Linked DNA regions of Zea mays: regions 1 and 2 are each linked to region 3. Evidence: chromatin contacts called from public Hi-C data. All regions are on one chromosome and are shown on one strand. Each heading gives the region's core, a stretch centred on a gene start, on an enhancer-like site or on the middle of the called end of the contact. The rest is flanking DNA. Distances are from core to core; before and after follow the strand shown.

The links. A called contact is a pair of places that touch in the nucleus more often than the background predicts.
Region 1: a Hi-C map of tassel shows a contact between it and region 3, with 2.2 times the contacts expected there. The contact joins the promoter of LOC103634601 here to the promoter of LOC100193767 in region 3. A contact is called at or near these places in 3 of 25 Hi-C or Micro-C datasets (ear, leaf mesophyll and tassel).
Region 2: a contact with region 3 is called in a Hi-C map of leaf, with 4 times the contacts expected there. The contact joins the promoter of LOC100383259 here to the promoter of LOC100193767 in region 3. A contact is called at or near these places in 5 of 25 Hi-C or Micro-C datasets (bundle sheath, ear, leaf and 1 more).

Annotation. Positions count from the first base shown.
Region 1 is chr1:53,213,755-53,216,928 of Zm-B73-REFERENCE-NAM-5.0, reverse strand. LOC103634601 (phospholipid-transporting ATPase 1) reads left to right here and starts at 1,726. Exons shown (of 7, transcript XM_008657008.4): 1 at 1,726-3,174. LOC100501310 reads left to right here. Exons shown (of 3, transcript NM_001196062.1): 3 at 1,320-1,855. The coding sequence ends at 1,470.
Region 2 is chr1:53,233,651-53,236,847 of Zm-B73-REFERENCE-NAM-5.0, reverse strand. It overlaps LOC100383259, which reads left to right and starts at 1,451. Exons shown (of 4, transcript NM_001175920.1): 1 at 1,451-1,586; 2 at 2,844-3,197. The coding sequence starts at 3,027.
Region 3 is chr1:53,403,342-53,406,430 of Zm-B73-REFERENCE-NAM-5.0, reverse strand. LOC100193767 (U11/U12 small nuclear ribonucleoprotein 65 kDa protein) reads left to right here and starts at 1,755. Exons shown (of 11, transcript NM_001138853.1): 1 at 1,755-2,169; 2 at 2,458-2,529; 3 at 2,667-2,873. The coding sequence starts at 1,988.

The DNA.
Region 1 (3,174 bases), core at 477-2,976, 190 kb after region 3:
GCCATCACGAAGCTAGGGTTTGGTTGGCCCCTAGGATGTTTTTTTTTCTCGGCCCCTAGGGAACGATCAGCAGGCGGCGGCTTAGTTAGTTACGAGCACAGCCAAATCCGTCGGCTTCCATCAGGCATGATGCGTCTACAGAGAGAATAGAAGATTCAAACTAGCGACCATTTTTATAGCCTCTCACGCCAGCCAAGTCTGAAAGCGACGAGGATTATATAAGGGTGTGTTTGGTTTGGCTTTTGGCTTTGGCTTTTGCCCCCTAAAAGCCAAAAGCCAACCAAAGGGCTGGATCCAGGAAGCAGCTTTTTCTAAAAGCCGACTTTCTCGTAGTGCAAAACTGAAAGCATCCCTGGACCTGCTTTTAGTGGCTTTTGGATGGAACTGTGAAAACATATATCGAAGAACTTTTAACGACTTTTAGTGGTTTCCACCAAACGATTTTTAGCTTTTTAACAGCTCACAGTCTACAACAGCTTTTTCCACAGCTCACAGCTCACAGCAACTTTTTCCACAGCCACAGTCCAACCAAACAGACCCTAAGTATATATTCTTCAGCGTCCGGTCCCAGCGCGACACTTGCTCCTACAATCCAATTCAGAAGCTAGCTTTATTTGACGCCGCGGCATGCACAGTTTTGGTTTGCATGTACCACACAACACACGTAGTTGTTAGGATTCCACGCCTCGCCGCCTCGGCACGTTCAGGTGAGCGAGAAGGGTGCGCTGGATTGGACACGTTGACCCCCCCCTTTGCAATCAGTTCTGATATATAGAGAGAGAGAAAGAAAAGAGGAAACGGAACTATGAAATGATCACGAACGAAATCGACCGTACTCTAGAAGTGCATCATCAAGTAATGGTGGACATGTGCGAGTAATTAAGCGAAGACTGGCTCGCGAAGCTTCCACTGGCTTACATGCGGGGCCCAGGTGCGCCGAACCAGTGAGTCACACCGGATGCGTGTGCCGTTCACATGTGCGCCGTGCGGGTTAGACCTTTGGCCAATTGCTTCCACGCACGCAAACCCATCATCATATCATCCGTATTATGGCGCTCGCGCCCTCTGAAAATAGGAGAGGAGCTCCCGAGTTCTGATCAAGTCAAACTCAAACCCGGCCCAGCGACGGGCCCACGGGCACTTCCAACGCCACCAGCACGGCCAGGATTTAAAAATCGGGGGCCGGATGCTTCCGGACGCGACCGAACAGGGCAGACCGCACGGACGGCGCCCACTAGTCACGGCTCGCGACCAGGTTTTCAAAAGTTTCCGTGCTGGCAAGGTGTCTAGACTGACTTGTGACTTGTGCTGCCTGCTAGGCCAACCAAGCCGCGCCGAGCTTGGCACCTGCCTGCATCACCCGGCCGCCGGGCGCGAGATGTCGCGCGCGTACGGGACCCTCCTGAGGCGTGCGTGGGCGGCGCCGCCGTGCTGGATCAAGACTTGTTTGTCCTAAGTAATACTCCGTAGCATCGTGCGCTAACTGTGCCCTCCGCTTGATGGATCCCTGGCGAGTTTGGCGTGCCGTGTAGGACGCTCCGGCAGGGCTTGGCAGGTAAGGTTTACCGTGCTTGCCATGATTCAGCCAACGTTGGCCAGTGTTTCACTTTCACCGGTGGCGTGTCAACTGCAGTGGATTCACAGGAGGGAGTTGACCGGTGCGAGGCCCATGGTTCTGTGTAACCCTGTAGCAGGTCTGTCTTCTGATAGCACGTGTACGCCTAACTTTTTTTTTCAGCGCCCTGTAATTCGTTGAGTAGTCCAGGCTTCGAGTTTTCTTTCAGCCGGTTTGACCTGGTTTTAATTAGTGTTGCAGCCACCGCGCGCATGATTCCAAGAGATCCTTTCCTTGATCACATCTTCATCATAGGGCTGTCCTTTCCCACTACTGTTTTTTAGCCGGTCAATTATGGACAACTCAACGCGGATTGGAGAGATATATGCTCCACACACGAACTTTCTTCTCGTCAAACATTCATAAACTTCATTCACAAGAAATCCAGAGAGTACTCTAATATCTGCCTTTTTCACATGCCAATCCTGTTGCTATCGTACAAGCCTGTTCATTAATAACGAGTACTCTAATATCTGTCTTTTCCCTGGAAAAAAAAAGAGAACTGCAGAACTGACCAACCAGGCTCTCTCCATAGGAAGAAAATTGGCACATCATTTGTCCTGTCCTACTAGCTATCGATCATCCATATGCATGCATATAACAAGCAAGTCACGGGCAGATAAATTAGAAATCCAATCATAAAAGTTGTCTTCTGCAGAGATGCAATTCCTTTTTTTTAATATATATCCAAAAGTATATCGACTGTAGGATATGGCGTGGTCAGTTCAGTTCGTAGTGGCCATCGGTCGTCCATCCATCCATCCAAAAAGGACACACATCTTCGAGAGAAGAATTCAAGTCCGCACAGTGCACACGGTCATTTTATGGCAAGTAGTACTACACCTACTGTGAATGAAAAATTGATATACTGCGCCATCCATCAGCTCAGCTAGAATTGTTTTTTATTTCCCCTAGAAACCAATAGGACCATGCAGGCTCGGCACGTTTCTGAAGCGAACATGATGCATGGTCCGTCGCATCGCATCGCATCGGTCATGGGGGCTTGGACAGGGCGTACTACGTACGTCCAGGAGTGCAACGCAAGCACGGTCGTCATGCGTGAGCGTGATGATCCGGTTCTAGAAGCGGACGGGCGAGGGACGGGGTGACCTGTCACCAATGCAAGTTTACATGGCGCTGATTAATATGGGCGTTAGATAGAGGGTGGGAGGCGGCTTGACGTCGTCAACCGCTCCCTGCCCAAGCCGCCTTGTCCGCAACCGCAAGTTGACTTCCACCCGGCTGCTTAAGGCTAGGCTACGTACGAATGAATAGATGTTTATTGCTGAGCTCAGCGTAACAACAGAAGATTTGTGCGTGGTTTACCATATGGATTAGGAGCAGGCGAGGCGAGGCGAGCAGCTCCCTGACAAGATTCTCTACTGATAGAATAATAGGGCCACGACATTATACACGTCTATTTGTTTTAGCGTGTGATCGCGAGCCTCGCTTGCCGTGATCTCGAATTCAAAAAAATGCTGGAAAAGGAGTACGTGTGGCACGGGAATAAGTCAGCAAGCCAGAGACCCTATCTTCGTAGTACATGTAACTGCCGTGCA
Region 2 (3,197 bases), core at 202-2,701, 170 kb after region 3:
TACCCATCCCCATTCGGGTTTCGGGTCCCCAATGGGTCCCCATCCCCAATTAAGGGATAACTAGGTACTAACAGATAGCACAAACAATCTAGATTTCAGACATCACCACATCGATAAGCACTCATCCATGAATCATGATCCATTCATCCATCCATCAGAAAAGAAATAAGCACTTCGGGACCGATAGAAGAATTGGAAAAATGGAGTTTGCTCACCTTCCTTGGTCACCATTTGAGTTCGTTGGCGCCTGAGAATCCATGGTCGTCGCTATCGTCTGGGCAGGGCGTAGCATATGGCTGGTTATTTTAGGGTTTTGTTTTTTGCTAGTCTGCTAGTTGCCTTGTTGGGCTAGGACCTGGGGCCTGGTGTGCTGCCATGCTGGGCTTGGTCGCTGGCTCGACCTCAACTCATTCATACAAATACGACAGGTGTACACGTATGAAATACACATGGGTAATCGGGTTCGGATTTTTGCTTCCCAAACCCATACTCGTTTACCCAATGGGTGGAGATTTTGTCCCATATCCATACCCATGGGGATAAATTTTGTCCCATACCCATACCCTAATAGGGGAATTCCCCACGGGTTGGCGGGTATCGGGTCCCCATTGACATCTCTAGTTTTACTATTGGAGCAGAATATTTTGTTGGTATTCTAAATCCTATAAAATATACACATTTTTAAGTTATAAGTTATTTTTATAGATGACTGTTGAATATGTTGTTAGAGAAAAAGATATAGTTAGTACCATAATAGGAGAATATATTGGGTGAAGATGAAAGTGTGGTGCACATGATGTATGTATTAAATCACCATCACTCATTTTAAATCTAACGTCTCTGATTTCTCTATATATTTTGTAAAGAACACCATCTGAAGTGGTGGAGTGTAGTGGTGAAAGATGTTATTTGTAAAATATAATAAGCAATCAAAGATATCAGATCTAAGATGAATAATAATAGGGGCATAGCCAAGATGTTTCTTTAGGGGGCCAACACATATGTTACTGTAGTTATAATGAGAATAAATAGATTATGTGTACGTATATAATATGTAATAGTCAGTAGTCATAAAATTAACATATATATATATATACTAAGTATATAATAAATATTAATTTATTATAAGCTACCTATTTTATTTTAGACATAGATATACAACCACAAAACATTTTTTTGTTAGGAGGGTTATGATTTTGCTAGATCCTTATCTACATCATTATTAAATGATACTCCCCCCGTTTCTTTTTATTTGTCGCTGGATAGTGTAAAATTGTACTATCCAGCGATAAATAAAAAGAAACGGAGGGAGTAATAATTTAATACGTGTATCATGTGCACCACGTTTCTTCGTGCACCAGATATATGTTATCCCATAATAGATGTTAAGACGATGCTGCGGTCTGCCATAAATAGTCTACGTCTAATTCCGCTGCTTTCACTCTGCTCTCCTTTTCCCCTTTCTCCGTTCACCTTTCTCTCTTCCTTTTTCTTTCCCCTCCCTCTCCCTTTCTTTCCTCCTGGCGACGACTGGGCGAGTGCCGCCGAACTTCGCCAGGTCTTCACCGGCGACGAGCACCTACAAGGTATGTCCGGCTCTTCTATTCCTATCCTGCTGAGCGCAACCGAACATCCGAAACCCTAGTATAAGCTATTTGTATTCCGTATTCGGATCTGACCACAGTTATATACGAACACGATACCTACTAACTTCGAGTTCTTGCAAATAATATCGGGTGTATACATGTGCACCCCGCCAGGCCCATGTCCTCTACTGGGCGAGTTAGTTGGATTAGTTTGGTGGTTTACCGGACTAGGAGCTGAACTCTTTAGTCTGCACGGGGGATTTTCTTGTTGAATAGGGGCATCAGTGACCGACTGACTGCACATGAATGGAATTATTCAGGTGCAAATAGAATAAGGGGGTGTTTGAATGCAATAGAGCTAATAGTTTATGGCTAAAAATTACTAGTGGAATTAGTAAGCTAACAAATAGTTAGCTAATTATTAGCTAATTTACTAAAAGTAGCTAATATCTGAACTATTAGCTACACTGTTTGGATGTCTTCAGCAGTTCAGCTAATTTTATCATCTAAGGGCTAGTTTGGGAACTCTGTTTTCCCAAGGGTTCCTATTTTCCTAAGGGAAAATGAACTAATTTTCCTTGGGAAAATGGGGTTCCCAAACTAGCCCTAACTATTAATTCTAGTGCATTCAACCATGGCCTAAGAAGGAATAAAATTATGAAATAGATTTCTTTCCCGTTTATTCACCTCTAGAACTAGGTTGATGTCACTTGGTGAGATCAATGGGAACATTTCCTGTGCAATCATATACTTTGTGCATCCGAACAATCTTCACCTTTGATTGTCCATCCTATGGTGTCTTCAAATAATATAAGGAGGGGTATTTACACCGAGGGGGGTATTTGCACGGAGACACAAAACAAGGGGTTATTTGTAAAACATTATCACCACATGATTTACAAAATGATATGGATTGCTTGAATATGCCCCCGAGTTTAATTGGCGCAAATTTGTTGTGGGGATTATTACTAAACCTTGTGGCAATGCATATTACCAAAAAATGAAGCTTTATGGAATGATGTATATGGGACCTGTATGCACAGTAATAGTTCACCTGATGCATAATATGTTCTTTTTGCATCCTGGATGGGGTTTGATGTGGCCTAACTGTGAATGGAGTTGTTCAACTTGTTATTCATCCTTCTTGGTTGGAGACAATAGCATGTTCATTACCCCCGAAAAGGAGACATTTCTTCAGATGCTATTTTTTTCCTGTTTATTTTTTTTGACAACACTGACACATTTCTATGTGCATAGGTGACACTATTCCTTTTCTTCACTTGGTGTATAATCTCTCTTTGCTCCGATCAAGCTTTTCAAACATAATAAGCAAATAGTCTCTGCACGTGATTGCCAAAATTAGTCAAGACGGGTGCTCTTTGCTGCGTGGCCGCTAGGCCACATGGGACAAAGTCTGACCCTGCTAGCAGAGATCGTTCTATGGATCCTACTGAGCCTCGTTGGCGCATAAATTCGAGCTTTTCTCCTCCAACGTCAAGGAGGTGGGATTGCCGCTATTCATCAGATGGATTGCCCCACAGAGTTCATGATGCTCCTCATGATCACCCGCCATATGTTTCATCACTATCATCCCATAGCAAAGGAAGCAGA
Region 3 (3,089 bases), core at 506-3,005:
TGTATTGGATCGTATAACTAAAATGAGATGGTCAATAAACTTCTTGTGAGGTTGGATGGACTAACTCGAACTAACTAATCAAGATATCATACATCTATTCGTTCTATGTTAAATAAGATTTTTCAGATATATGAATTAAAATTTGGTGGCATGCGCTTGAATGTGCAACAACATAAGTGTTGGTAGGATAGGTAAGGCTAGGGAGGCATGGGATGACATCTATGGAGAATATTTCATTCCTCTCTTATCTAATAGACTTGGTACTCCTGTATCTGTATCATCCACTGTTGCTGCTATATTTGAGTTATCTCATACCATGATAGTGATACCGCCACCCAATCCGACTTTGATTTCAATCTTCTAAACTGGTGGCAGCGACACTAGTTGACCTATCATGTGTTATCTATACTTGCTAAAAATGTTCTAAATGTGCCTGCTTTCACTGTATCATCAGAGTCCACTTTTAGTTTAATTGGCAGGGTGCTTGAGGACTGACGATGGTGACTAACTCCTAATATGCTTGAAGTCCTGTCCTGTGTAAAAGATTGTGAGCTCGCTGATTTGCATAGTCAACACATGGTGGAGAAAGAGACCAAGGGACTTAAAGCTATCTTGAATGTTTTCTCATGAGGTGTAAGTTTTTACCTAGTAAGGTTTTTAATGAGTCTAGATTGCACTAAGGCACTAGTATTATTTTGTTTACATCATTCTTCCTTTGTGTTTGAGCGTGGATGAATATGTGGATGGGATTATTTGTTATGTTTGAGACTTATTGAATCTATGGATGTCTGGATGATGTATTTGTTAAGCAGTTATGTTTGAGGAAGATATACTTAGGGTGGTAATGAGTTCTAAATTTTACATTATAAAGTTTAAAGATCATATAATATTTGGATTGAGATCTATTTCCATTTATTTTTAACTAAAATTAATTAAGGAATCAACAAATCATGAAGAAACACTTGTATTGTGATCCATTGCTAGCCCTGGATATAGTGAATGATGTACAAGATGTTCGCTTGGCTTTAATCCAAAACGACTTCTACTGTTTCTACAATATTTTGTCTCTATGGATTGCAGCTGCAGCAGTTCTAACAATACCTGTTATGTGTTTGATATGCTTGAGAAAATCTGGGTTTGGACGATGTATTTGATTTGCCTGAGGAAATATGATTTTGAATGTAGAGAACATATTCAGTGCACATGAGTTTTTGATGTACATAAGGTGTACATGAACCAATAAAGTTTATTAAAAATTCTAAAAAACTTCATACATAATCTTTCTATCTTACTCCGATTATATACAAAATTTAAAGTTCAAATTCTGTATACTTTAGATGTAATAAAAAAGATAAAATTTCTGAATTTTAAATTAGAAAATCGGCAAACATGTTCTCTTTTTTATTACAACTAAATATAACGTATTGAAAGTTAATTTTGTATATAATTAAAATAGAATAGAAATAGTATGTATAATTTTTTAGATTTTTTAACTTTATTAATCGTGTGTACATGGGAAACTATTTTCGATATGAGTCCACTAGGTTTGCGCAGATTCATCCACCGTCGTCTACCTCCCCACCTCCGTCACTCTCGAGAAAACCCCAGCCCCGATAAACAGTGACGGAGCTGAGACCCGGCCAGCCCAGGCACGTCCCGGGCTTCGGTGGCCCAGCGGCCCAGTCCGCCTCAGTGTTCTCCCAAGCGAAAACCCTACACAGCGTGTCCCTGTACTGCACTGCTGCTGGCCGCGCCGCGTCCGCGCTGCTGGCACGCCGCGTGTGCTTGGCTCCCGCCCCACGCCCAGTGCCTCCCTCCCTCTCTGCCCCCCTGCCGCGGCGCGTGCCTGGCTGGCTGGTTGCCCTCCGCTTGGGCCTTGGAGAGCCCGGGCTTCGATTTCTAGCTGGTTCCGCCACTGCCGAGAAGCCGCGCGTTGTCAGGCACGGGAAAGAGGTAGTCCGCGGGAGGTTCTCTCCGGAGGAGAGGTATGGTGCCCGCGAGGGCTCGCCATATCGATAGATCCGCCTCTGACCAGCAGCAAGGGCCCGCTCCAGCGGGGGCGGCGACGCTGCTAGTGCGGCACCTCCCAGAGGCTATCACGCAAGAGATGCTATCCCGCCTCTTCTCCCACTACGGAGCCACATCCGTCCGCCCCTGTTCCGGTGGAAAGTACTTATCTCATCTTGTCGCTTGCTTAATCATGCTTCGATTGGTGCTTCAAATGTTGAATTAGTTACAGTAGCGCGTGCTTGTATCCAGTATAACTGCTTAGTGTTGCTGGAATGACCTATTGTGTCATAGATTCAATATGTCTTTTATATTTGGTCAAGTATGGATACCGAATTGTCTGCTATGTTATTTGGTTGATAAAACCATTTTGTTGGTCTGTTGGCTGCTGCTGGCTGAGGTATATTATGTTTATTCAGTTACTAAAACCATTTTGTTGGTACATTGCAGGTTGAGAAATTGCGCATTTGTAGATTTTAGGGACGAGGCGGCAGCTAATCACGCACATTCGCTCTTGAACAGGTTTGCTTCGTCAATCACACAATCTGTTTTTGTTGCTTGGACTCTCTTTCTTAGTTGCATAAATTAATCGCGTCTTCTTATTTCAGTATTCTTGATTAATGCCCCATTGCCTTGTTCGCTAAGGGATGGCTTTGCAGGTTGAGGTTTCTGGGAAAAGTGTTGACTGTCGAGCGAGCTAACTGTCCAAATGCAAATGAGTCTCACCTGAAGCATCAGGACCAATTAGGGCATGGGGCGTCCCAGGTACCAAGTATTAGTTCCCAAACTCAGAAGGACCACACATCGATTGCCGAACCAATTGCCCCCAAGCTTAGTGTGGACTACCCATTTCCTCCACACCTTGAGTATGTTATTAATTCACTGCATCATTATTTCACTTCATTATATTTGGATACTCGCATGAAGATACTTAGTTGTTTCTTAGCTCTCATGAATGCACTCTGTCTTGCAATGTTCTATTACTGTTCTCAACAGACATTCATTTTGTAATTAAGAGATTGACTTGCCATCTGCTATTAAGAATTTTGGTTCCTCCAAAATTTAAGGCAAAACTTTCCTGC